Linked DNA regions of Mus musculus: region 2 is linked to region 1. The links are chromatin contacts, called in public promoter capture Hi-C maps. All regions are on one chromosome and are shown on one strand. The core of a region is the stretch at or near the end of the contact, and the rest is flanking DNA. Distances in the headings are between cores, read along the strand shown.

Evidence for each region. Promoter capture Hi-C pulls out the DNA fragments that hold promoters and counts their contacts.
Region 2: a promoter capture Hi-C map of pre-B cells shows a contact between it and region 1, with 2.4 times the contacts expected there. The contact joins the enhancer-like site here to the promoter of Tnfrsf18 in region 1. A contact is called at or near these places in 17 of 39 promoter capture datasets (the 3T3-L1 cell line, 3T3-L1-derived adipocytes, the C10 cell line and 11 more), 4 of 15 datasets of contacts at CTCF or cohesin (CD8 T cells, large pre-B cells, pro-B cells and 1 more), 31 of 484 Hi-C or Micro-C datasets (the Ba/F3 cell line, CD4 T cells, CD4 single positive thymocytes and 19 more), 14 of 115 datasets of contacts at active chromatin or transcription factors (the 230-238 cell line, CD8 T cells, the HPC-7 cell line and 5 more) and 3 of 9 other capture datasets (adipose tissue, liver and pancreatic islet).

The regions. Positions count from the first base shown.
Region 1 is chr4:156,023,121-156,028,949 of GRCm38.p6, forward strand. It overlaps Tnfrsf18 (tumor necrosis factor receptor superfamily, member 18), which reads left to right and starts at 3,202. Exons shown (of 5, transcript NM_009400.3): 1 at 3,202-3,417; 2 at 4,196-4,318; 3 at 4,842-4,929; 4 at 5,101-5,303; 5 at 5,375-5,774. The coding sequence starts at 3,267. The coding sequence ends at 5,496. It overlaps Gm16008 (predicted gene 16008), which reads right to left. Exons shown (of 5, transcript NR_169176.1): 2 at 5,355-5,434; 3 at 580-717; 4 at 271-320. Gm25982 (a small nuclear RNA gene) reads right to left here and starts at 48; the gene lies at 1-48.
Region 2 is chr4:156,064,670-156,070,498 of GRCm38.p6, forward strand. All of the region lies in intron 1 of Gm52714 (a long non-coding RNA gene), which reads left to right. Among named protein-coding and RNA genes, the nearest start is that of Gm52714, 3.3 kb to the left of the region's middle. Within about 2 kb of position 3,077, at least 85 of the 459 cell types and tissues checked have an H3K27ac peak or open chromatin away from gene starts, as enhancers often do. A contact at or near this core is called in the 230-238 cell line, the Ba/F3 cell line, CD8 T cells and 16 more, where this site is marked.

The sequences.
Region 1 (5,829 bases), core at 1,952-4,451:
AATTTGTTCTATGTTTATTTAATTTTGGTAGATAAAATTTGTAATCTATTTAAAATTTTTTATTTATTTTTAAAACAATTTTATTAGATATTTTCTTCATTTACATTTCAAATGCTATCCTGAAAGTCCCCTATACCCTCCCCCTGCCCTGCTCCCCAACCTACCCACTCCTGCTTCCTGGCCCTGGCGTTCCCCTGTACTGGGGCCCTCGGCACCTTTATGTAGAGTCAAAGCATGTCGCTTTCCTTCTGTCCTTGTAACCAGACCCACCTCCTTGGCCAGGAACTGCAGAAGTTTCTCAAAGAAGAGGTTCTGGGGGGCTGGAGAGATGGTTCAGTGATTAAGAGCACTGACGACTCTTCTAGAGGATCAAGGCTCAATTCCCAGCAACCACTCACAACTGTCTGTAACTTCCAGATCTAACATCCCTGCACAGGCATACATGCAGGCAAAATACCAATGCATATACATATAAAAAATAATAAAAGAGGTTCTGCTGAGGTTGGCCTAGAGTAGAGTACCCAGAGCCCCCTCAATACACCGCAGAGACCCGGGCTGCCACTCAAGAAGCTTACACACCTGACAACAGACATCAAAAGGGTCGCATAGTTAGCTGGCAACGTCAACTTTTTTACTTCGTCAGCCTCCTCCAACTGCAGTTTAAAAGGGCGTCAGACCAGGTTTCCCGGGTCTATCACAATCACAATGGCCTCCCACCTGTGAACACAACCATAGTGAAAAGGAAACTTAAGGGTTCTTTGGAAAGGCGGTTGGATGGGGTTTTACTGGGGCAATCACGTTGAAGGAATGTTTCATTAAAGTGGACACAGGGGGCTGGAGAGAAGGCTCAGCGGTTAAGAGCACTGACTGCTCTTCCAAAGGTCCTGAGTTCAAATCCCAACAACCACATGGTGGCTCCCAACCATCTGTAATGAGATCTGACGCCCTCTTCTGGAGTGTCTGAAGACAGCTACAGTGTACTTACATATAATAAATAAATAAATATTTAAAATAAAATAAAGTGGACACAGGTGTGCAAAGCTAAGGCGGACTCTTGAAGCAGACACAGGAGAGAGGATGCCCTGCTAAAGCAAGCGCATGAAAGGACACGTGATGAAGGATTCTTTGCTAATTACAGGCATGCTTTCCTTCAGCACGTGGAGGACACATGATATTTGGAGGGAGTAAAAATAGGACTCCACCGAGTGTTGGAGAGAGAGCTTGGCTTGCTGATACATCTAGCTGTACACCGCTCATGTGTCTTGAGTCTTCACTGATCTTTGCTTCCCTGAGAGAGACAGAGCCAAGAACTTCTAGTGTTTCTGTTAGTCCTTCCTGGCCTGGCTGGCTGCTAGGGCATGTCACCGCTGTTGCTAACCTGACTCTACTGAACTGGTGTATCTGTGAAGTGTTTGCAAGTAGACCTAGCTGCGACTGCCTGCTGACCTGTGAACTGAACTGCCGATTTCCAGACAACACAGACAGGAGTTGCTCCAAAGAACCTTTCTAAACAGAGCCACGTCCCCTGTGTCCTTTCTTTCCCACTATGTCTGGTGGGTGGTGGGCTACAAGGGAAGTTAACGCATTTAAGAACCATCATTGGGCTGGTGAGATGGCTCAGTGGGTAAGAGCACCCGACTGCTCTTCCGAAGGTCAGGAGTTCAAATCCCAGCAACCACATGGTGGCTCACAACCATCCGATCACGAGATCTGACTCCCTCTTCTGGAGTGTCTGAAGACAGCTACAGTGTACTTATATATAATAAATAAATAAATAACTCTTTAAAAAAAAAAAAAAAAGAATTAAAAAAAAAAAAAAAAAAGAACCATCATTAAAAGTAAGGGTGAAAAAATTAAAGTTACACCACAGTTATATCCTGAGATGTTCAAATTCACCCTCGGTCCTCCCAACAGTCCTCACTATGTTTCCCTGTGCTTATTCAGCTGGAAGATGTGGGAAGTAAGGCTGAGTACAGCAGAGGACTCCTGACAGAGGCAGGGTTCCAGAACCGTCAGTGGCCACACGAAGAAGCTGTTAGGAGACTCCCAGCACAGCATTGGCTCTCTTTCAGACCCCAGATTAGGCACAAACTACACACAAACACCTGTTCTCACAGAGAGATTCTTTACTAAGCAGGGAAGAAAAGTTAAAGTGGTTGTTTTCTGACTCAGGCACAAAAACAGCAGCAAATGACCTTTCACATGTAATTTTTGTTTGTTTGTTTGTTTGTTTGTTTTTTGAGAAAGGGTTTCTCTGTGTAGCCCTGGCTGTCCTGGAACTCACTCTGTAGACCAGGCTGGCCTCGAACTCAGAAATCTGCCTGCCTCTGCCTCCCGAGTGCTGGGATTAAAGGCGAGCGCCACCACACCCGGCTTCACATGCAATTTTTAAGAAGAGAAAAAGGGGAGGCCTGTGTTAGAATGGATTAGGATGCAGTGGTATATTTTAATTGGGCATGTTAATTAGTTGAACCAAAGGGGTTTTTTGATTGCTGGACTTCAATACTTTGATAGCGGAACCTTGGCAGTCAGCCTCCGGAGGAGGAAATGGCCAAATAAGAGAAAAGACCTTGGTGGGCAGGTAACCCTGAGTTTAGGGGTGTAATCTAGCCAGTCAGAGAGAATGGAAGAGAAGGGCAAGGCCTGTCAGAGCCATGCTGGCCATGTTCAAGAAAATGAGGCTCACCTGTATCTGGGACTCCTTTCTTGTTGTCTAAAATTGTGTGAGGAAGTGAACAAAAGTGGCTCCAGGGAGAGCCAAGCTGGAACTGCCAAGGCTAGACCTGGGCAGGCCACACCGCCCATGGCTTCATGTACTTGCTAGGAATACCTACTTTATGATGATCTTCTTAACGAGGCATGGTGTGTGCTCTGGACTCCTCTCGCTGGCTCTCCTAGTTTCCCAGGCTTAGAGGAACTTCCTGGGGCAGAAGGGGGAAGGGGGTAGTTTTATACAATAAGGGGTGCCCACAGGTGGCAGCAGTGGCACATGTGAATGGGCATCCTTTTCCTCTGTAGCCTAGCCAGGGCGAGTTTGCTGGAGTTGGGAGAGGCATGTAGGGGTTAGGAGATGTCCAGAAAGGGGATAGCTCTGCTCTACACTTCACAGAAGGCCTTTACAAACACCTCAGATGTCTGCCGGAAACTGGAGGTGGAGCTGGCCTGAAGCCCAGTCTGAGGGGTGGGGACAGAGGCAGAGGCAGAGACAAGGCAAGTTGGAGCGGGAACTCCTGAAATCAGCCGACAGAAGACTCAGGAGAAGCACTATGGGGGCATGGGCCATGCTGTATGGAGTCTCGATGCTCTGTGTGCTGGACCTAGGTCAGCCGAGTGTAGTTGAGGAGCCTGGCTGTGGCCCTGGCAAGGTTCAGAACGGAAGTGGCAACAACACTCGCTGCTGCAGCCTGTATGCTCCAGGTAAGGCAAGGAGGAGAGTGGGACTCAGGCTGTAGAGCAGCGCCCTTCCCGACACTCATATGAGGAGGCTGGGCACAGGGCACATGTGAGTTGGTAGGTAAATCTTTGAGTCTGGAGCTCTGATAAGGAGGTAGAGGGACAACTTCCTCTCAGAATGTGGGAGCAGAGGCAAAAGAGGCTGGGAACTTCTCCCTGAAGAAGGATTGGGGATCCAAGATGAAAGAGGACCATCTGTTAGGTGGACCAAACCTTAGCCATCACTGAAGATACTCTTTGTCTGGGTTGGAGTCTCAACATTTCCTCTGGTTTGTCCACTGACTGTGACTTACAATTGTAGGTGTAGGACAGTCTGTGGACCAAAGAAGAATATCTCAGCACCTCACCTTGCCACACTTCTGGTATAGAAAGGGGCAGCTCTGAAGCCCCATGTCTCTGAGATAGAGATGTGGATATCAGTGAAGGCAGCTGATGAGGTTGTTCTAGTCCCTTGAGGGGCAATATGGGGTGAGAATGGGGCAGCATGGGCCCAGGGCCCATAGGAAGCCCCAGGTGACTCCCACATCCAATGGAACTTACGAAACCACAACTTTAGAGCAGTGGGAGGTATATATGCTAGCTGTCAGCCAACTGAAATGAAACAGTGAACTAGACAAAGCTTAGGGTCTTGCAATTGGGGTTGATTGAGAATGGAGCCATAGCACCCTAAATACTTGAAGGATCAGTAGAAGCTCTGGAGAAGGGGCTCTGTCTAATGGCTGAGGCTCTTATTCTTGTCCAGGCAAGGAGGACTGTCCAAAAGAAAGGTGCATATGTGTCACACCTGAGTACCACTGTGGAGACCCTCAGTGCAAGATCTGCAAGCACTACCCCTGCCAACCAGGCCAGAGGGTGGAGTCTCAAGGTATGTTCCTAGGGGACTGATAAAAGCCACAGACAATCATGAGTTGGACCTAGGGCCAAGCTGATATACCCAGTGAGCATGTGTAGACATGTAAGAATGTTTGCAGATAGAGCTCTCACGGGTGCATCTTCTAGGTAGGCAAAGACCTACATCCTAGATTCTAGAAGGGATAGGTGGGTCAAGTGGTCTCTGGGTACCCGAGCCCTTCTTCTTAGGCAGGAATGGTCCATCGTGAGGGTGGGGATGTCTTCTCAGGGATGTTGGTGAGAGGCTGTGGGGAGCTGCCCAGGTGCTGGTCTGCTCTCAGACTATTATTATTCTGACTATGGTCAGATCTTACCACCAATCCTGTCCGTCTTCATAGGGACCAATGTATCATGCCAGTTCTAGAATAGGCACACATGGTAAGCAATAGCTTATTCAGGCCCTAGACCTGTGGACATTAGACCTGGTGAATAGATAGACCCTTGTCTGACTCCTTCTTCATTAACTTCAGGGGTCCTAATATTCTGTCTATCCACAGGGGATATTGTGTTTGGCTTCCGGTGTGTTGCCTGTGCCATGGGCACCTTCTCCGCAGGTCGTGACGGTCACTGCAGACTTTGGACCAAGTAAGTCCTGGATGAGTAGCCTAGGCCCGTTCTAAGAAAGCCTCCCCTATCCCTTTCTTGCAGTGACCACCAGAGAACCCCCATTCTTCTCCCAAATGGCTTAGGGGACAGCAGTCCTTCTAGTGTGGTCCCTTTGGTAACCAATCCTGACAGTGTCTGTCTGTGTCCCAGCTGTTCTCAGTTTGGATTTCTCACCATGTTCCCTGGGAACAAGACCCACAATGCTGTGTGCATCCCGGAGCCACTGCCCACTGAGCAATACGGCCATTTGACTGTCATCTTCCTGGTCATGGCTGCATGCATTTTCTTCCTAACCACAGTCCAGCTCGGCCTGCACATATGGCAGCTGAGGAGGCAACACATGTGTCCTCGAGGTCAGTTGTGTCCCAGGGAAGGGGAAAATGTGTCTCAGGCCCCTCACTTACCGCACGCAGTTTTACTACAGAGACCCAGCCATTCGCGGAGGTGCAGTTGTCAGCTGAGGATGCTTGCAGCTTCCAGTTCCCTGAGGAGGAACGCGGGGAGCAGACAGAAGAAAAGTGTCATCTGGGGGGTCGGTGGCCATGAGGCCTGGTCTTCCTCTGTGCCCCAAGCCAGACGCTACAAGACTTGCCCAGCTATACCCTTGGTGAGAGCAGGGGCCATGTTCTGCACCCTTCCCTGGGCCTGGCCCTGCTCCCCTCAACAGTGGCGGAAGTGGGTGTATGAGAGCGGTGAGTTACGATTGGGCCCTATGGCTGCCTTTCTCATTTGACAGCTCTGTTGGAGTAGGGTCTTTGGGCCCACCAAGAGCACCACGTTTAGCACAAGATCTTGTACAAGAATAAATACTTGTCTAGTAACCTGAGTGGCTGTGTCCTAAGGACGGAGGAAAGGAAGGAGCCCAGAGTTGCATTGAGG
Region 2 (5,829 bases), core at 1,827-4,326, 41 kb after region 1:
ATCCAACTCTATTACCTCAGTTTCTGGCTTTTTGCCACACGGAGGAGGGAGACCTGAGATTGCCTGTTGCTCTAGGGAAAGGTTGTTATTTCCTTCACTCGTAGTGGACAGTCTGTGGGCTATTTTTGTCTCTCCGGGCACTAGCCAGCACTATCCTGGAACACCTACTATTTCTTTTTCAGACATCTGAAGAACCGGGCGTGGTGGCGCCCGCACGCCTTTAATCCCAGCACTCGGGAGGCAGAGGCAGGCGGATTTCTGAGTTCAAGGCCAGCCTGGTCTACAGAGTGAGTTTCAGGACAGCCAGAGCTACACAGAGAAACCTTGCCTCGAAAAACAAAAGCAAAAACAAACAAACAAAACCCCCAAAGAAATCTAGGAAGAAAACTTAGCTCATGGAGTAGTTCTGGGGCTTCAACACTCAGAGCCAGAAGAGCCCCAACCTAGTATTTGGGATCCAGGCAAATTGGAGTTCTGTCCAAGAACAAGGGGCACCTGTTCTACCTCTTCGTGCCTCCAGGTCCCCTCTCTTCCTATCTAAGCTGCCTCGTCTCAGAAAGGCCATGGGGTTGGGAAGGCTGGGGTATTGAGAGCCCCGGGTCTGTCTGTGGACCTGCTTTCTGCCCTAGGTCCATGGGGCAACATCCTGCTTCCCTCCTAAGGGCGGGAACTGACAGGTAGGCACACCTGGCGAGCAGCCCAGAAACAGATGTTGCATACGTTCATCTTTTTATCCAACCTTGACACCCATTTGTCTCCTGCAGCTCTGCGCATCCACTCAAGGGCCCATAGACTCCTTGGCCATGGGAAATTCATGGCATCAGTGTTCATGCCCCAAAGGACACCCTGTTAACTTGAAGTCCCTTCACAGCTCTGCCGAGCCATCTCAGAGCATGTGCAACATGTGACCTTAGGCCTGACATTGAAAGGCCAAAAGCAAGGATCCCCAGCTACACTCCTGAGTAAATCCTGAGCCCCCGTCCTCCACGTCTGTGATCTAAGCTTCAAAAACAGTCCAAGTATGTAGTTGGGGTCAGAAGGACAGAGCAGACTGTTAATATTGGACTAGACTCTGTAGACAACCTCAGCCTTGACATGTCCACCTTCTCTGCCTGAACCCTCCACTCTCCTGTGTCTTCCCCAGGCCACCTTGAGGGTTGTGGTACTTACCATAGCAACTTTTGTTTTGTTTTGTTTTGTTTTGGGTTTCTCTCTTTCTTCCTTCTTTCTTTCCTTCTTTCTTTCTTTCTTTCTTTCTTTCTTTCTTTCTTCCTTTTTCTTTTTTTCGAGACAGGGTTTCTCTGTGTAGCCCTGGCTGTCCTGGAACTCACTCTGTAGACCAGACTGGCCTTGAACTCAGAAATCCACCTGCCTCTGCCTATCAAGTGCTGGGACTAAAGGCGTGCGCCACCACTGCCTGGCACCGTAGCATCTTTTAGAAAATTTGAGCAGAAAACACAGAACCTATATTATAAAAACTTACATTCACCTAAACACGGCTTTCTTCTACATTTGTCTAACCTGAGACTGTATACTTATTTTTTCTCAGTTGCTCTCTGAGTTCTACCTTAGTTCTCCATAACTCCACCCAGGTTTCCAGAGGCCCAACCTGTGGTCAGCTATCTGAACTTCTTAGCCCAACGCATCAGCTTCTTATGTCCACATGCTTTGCAGTTTTGTTCTACTCAGCCAAGGGATCGCAGGTGTACTAAGCCTCCCCCATGGAGATCATTTGCATCAGGATGCCAGTACCATAGAAAAAAGGAAATTTGAGGATGGAGTTCTGGGTACCCTCTGGTCTGGCAGCTAAGAGATCTCAACTTAGACTTCTTGCAGACTTCCCGTGAAGCAAAGGAGGCTTGTGGAGTCTTGGTGATTGGTATGTGGTACATTTGATATTTCCTATTGATGGTAGGAACTGAGGCTAATTCATGATTTACTGTGCTGTAAAGAATTCCAGCAGCCGGGCGGTGGTGGCGCACGCCTTTAATCCCAGCACTCGGGAGGCAGAGACAGATGGACTTCTGAGTTCAAGGCCAGTCTGGTCTACAGAGTGAGTTCCAGGACAGACAGGGATATACAGAGAAATCCTGTCTCGAAAAACCAAAAAAAAAAAAAAAAAAAAAAAAAAAGAATTCCAGCATTTGTCTGGGAAGCAGGTGATGGCTCTGCAGAGAGGACAGAAGAAACTATGGAAGAGCTGAAGGAAGAGGTCCTTTTTCTGGCCTCCTTGGGCACCTACATACACATGATACACATACCAACAAGCAGATAAATATACATAAAATACAAATAAATACATTATATATATATGGGATTTGCTGTTGAGATTTTATGTTCTCCTGCACGGGGACCTGCTTCCAGATGGTGTTTTTGTATGTACATCAGTCCCTGATATTGATGACCATCACATTCAGCCAGCCAGGTTCCTGGACATGAGCATGAAGTTCGGGACCCAAGATGCCTCTGGGCCAAGCCCAAATTTCATACCAAATTTCATACTAAACTCAATGACCTGTCAAATAAAATTCCAGGGATCTTAGCATTATAGGCTCTTAATAATCACTTCAAGCAAGCAACCCTGGAGCTCAATTGGCCCACGGTGCCTGAAACCTTGCAAACCTCCAGGGAGGCTGGCTCTCTGGGGCTTGGAACTGAAGAGGAGCTGGGTAGAAAAATCCCAGCTGGTGGAACCAAGATAGCTATGGAAATCTGAGGCAAATCAGTCTCAGCAGGCTCCAGCCGAGCCTCGCCCCTCCCAACCTCCTGTCACCTAGGTTTCTGGAGGCACAGAACTGAGCATGGGAAGTCCGATAGGGGTGTGGGAGTGGCTGTCCTGTGAAGGGGTCTCTGAGAAGTTGCAGGCCAATTTGCCATTCTCTTGAGTGAGAGAAGATGCCCAGGATGAGTGGTCAGCAGGATTGACACTATGGTCCTGAAGGAGCAACCTTGAGCGCTGTTGGACTTCCACAGCAGGGCTTTGGGTAGATTCTGTGAAGAAGGGAGTAAGGTCAGAGCTTTACCTACCTCACAGCTCTATACCTCAGCATTCCTCAGACCCTGAGAAGGAAGGGGAAGTGGATAGGCAGAGCCACTTCCTGTTTGAGTTGAGCTGGCTGAGCCCTGCCCACAGCTTGTCCTCTATCTGACCCCACCTCCTTGCCTTTAACCTCCAGGGTTTCCCAGCATCCTGCTATGTTCCATCCTAAATTCAAGTAGCCAGGAGTCCAGGTAGGAGCTGCAGAGAGGGTGTCTTTGGTGTTTGCTGGATAGGTAACCAAGGACTTGAAGCCTAGAAATGTGTGCTCATAAAAGTACAACTCAGGGCTCCCATCAAAAAGCTGGGTTTGCTTTTTTGGTGAACCCATGTCAGCTTTATGTTCACCTGGGACACATACCAGATCCCACCTCTAAGTGATTGATCTTGAATATTTTGTGTTGTTTTTTGCTATCTTCCTTCCTTCCTTCCTTCCTTCCTTCCTTCCTTCCTTCCTTCCTTCCTTTCTTTCTTTCTTTCTTTCTCTCTGATTTTGCTTTATTTATTTACTTTGAGACAAGGTCTCATTGTAGCTCAGGCCAACCTTGAATTCTCAATGTAGCTACTGATGATTTTGAACTCCCGATCCTCTTGCCTCTACCTGCACAGTGAACTATTGGTGGCTCAAGTCTGTAATCTCAGAACCAAGGAAAGGAGAGGAAGTTTGAGGTTAGCTTGGCCTAAAGTGTGAGATCCTGTCTCAAAAATAAAACACAACAACAAAAGGTGGCTTTGAGTTGGATGTGGTGGTGCACACTTTAACCCAACTTATGTCCAAGAAGCTGAGGCAAAGGGGTCCCTTGAGCCAAAGAGCTGGATACCAGCTTGTGCAAAATATTGAAACACTTTTATCTAAAAAATACCAAAACCAAGTAACTGTAAATAAAGAGTTTTGATGCTGAGCCTTCCCCTGAGAGTATATAAATGCTGTTCAGGCTTTGATCAAAGATGGCAGAAGAAGAGACCCATTATTACTTCTGGGTGTCCCTGTGCGCAAATCTGTCCTGTGTCAATCAGTATAAGAAAGTCTGGCTCTGTGTACCCATGGATAGTGCTAGACACGGTATTTCCTGGTATCTCCACGAAAGTAGCGCAGCCACACTGCGGAGTTGCAGAGAATTTACACATAGCTGTTGGAGCCTAGCTTTTTCCTCGCTTACGGCTCTGCCTCAAGCCCGAGCTCTGGAAGAAGACGACATTGGTACAGGTAACAGATTTGCATGCAAAGGCAGCACCTGGCGTCTGCATTAGCATCTAATTTGAAAATCTTCGATTCAGGAGAAAGGTATGGACTCTTGAGTCCAAGCTAGAGCCAAGCAATTGATAATAGGGTTGGGTCTCTCTCTTGGGGCAGGAAGTCCTATGGGGCAGCATGGGCTTCAAGGAAGCCCTCCAGACCTATGGAGTAAGGCCAGTATGCTGGCCTTCACTTCTCTCAACTCCACTTCTCTGGGCTGGGCCCTGAGCCTGCAGGAAGCCTTGCCTGAGTTGGGCAAAGAGTATTCTAAGGGAGCATGGTAGCCCTTGGTGGCTGGCCCCCAGGCCTCCTGGCCCCTGCTTTTCTTTGTTCCCGGTGGCCATACTGACTCCTAGCACCCCAGGTCAAATATCTGACCACCCTGAATAGGAACAGGGAAGTCCCCGTTACAAACACTCGGGGTGCTCAAGGCAGTAACTAGTCGAAAGCCAATAGACACCTTGCCATGCCCTACTTTGGGACTCCTAAGCATTTACACTGAGCATTTAAAGTGAGCATTACACTTTTGTCCAAGCCATTGCAGTTCTGGGTGCTGATAGAAGAAGTGGCACCACAGCAGCCACTTGGCTCCTAAGTGCTCTTCTGACCTATAGCCTCTAATCTCTTCTCCTCTGTCCTCACTACTAACCCCGTGTAACTCGGGTGTCCAGTGCCTCCTTCTCTCTTCTTGTGCCTTTGGATAAAGCACCTCATCTTGGTGCCTCTGCAGGCTGTAGGTAGAAATCAGAATATTTTATTTTTATATCAAGGTCTGAGGTAAGTGACCCAGCCTGTGAGGGGCCTGTGAGGCCTCAACAGATGGGGGTCAGAGAAAGGTCAGGTGGGGTTAGTAAGTCAACCACTGTGGGTCACGCAGGCCTTTCTTTGCCTTTGTTTCCAGAGAAGCAAAGATGTCTTCTCTTCCGCGCGCGCGCGTGCGTGTGTGTGTGTGTGTGTGTGTGTGTGTGTGTGTGTGTGTGTGTGTAATTCCTTTGGCTGCTGTCATCTTTCTCTGCAGAGCCAGATTTGGCTTCAGGTAGGACTGACTGGCCCATGGGTCAGGAATTGGGGAAAGCTGGAACACTAGTGTAGAGGGAATGGACCAGCTTAGTGGATGGCTTCTGAGGAAGAGGGAGGCAAGACCTAGAAATGCCAGGTTCCTTTAAGAGCAGATGCCGTCTTGAGCAGGGGGGGAGGTTTCTAGAGGCCCAGGCTAAGCAGAAGCAAAGGTGACCCTGTCACCCTGTCATAGGTTTCTCAGAGTTAAATCCCTGGTGGAGCGCATGTGGAGAGCTTAGCTGCTCTTGCTGCGCATGAGGTTAGGGGGCAGGTATAGGAAAGTGAAGGAGAATAGCTCCTGCCATGTGGGCTTTGGAAGATGACGGGGACGCTGGCGCAGCACTGCTCTGGGTTACAAGTCTCTTTTCAGCTTGCATAGCGGAGGAAGCAGAAACCCCACAGGAAGCAGGGTCCCCATCCCCAGAGGCTGAGGCGGGAGAACTGAGCAGGTGTTCCAGCTTAAAACCAAAGCCCTGTGCCTGATGACAGAGCTACA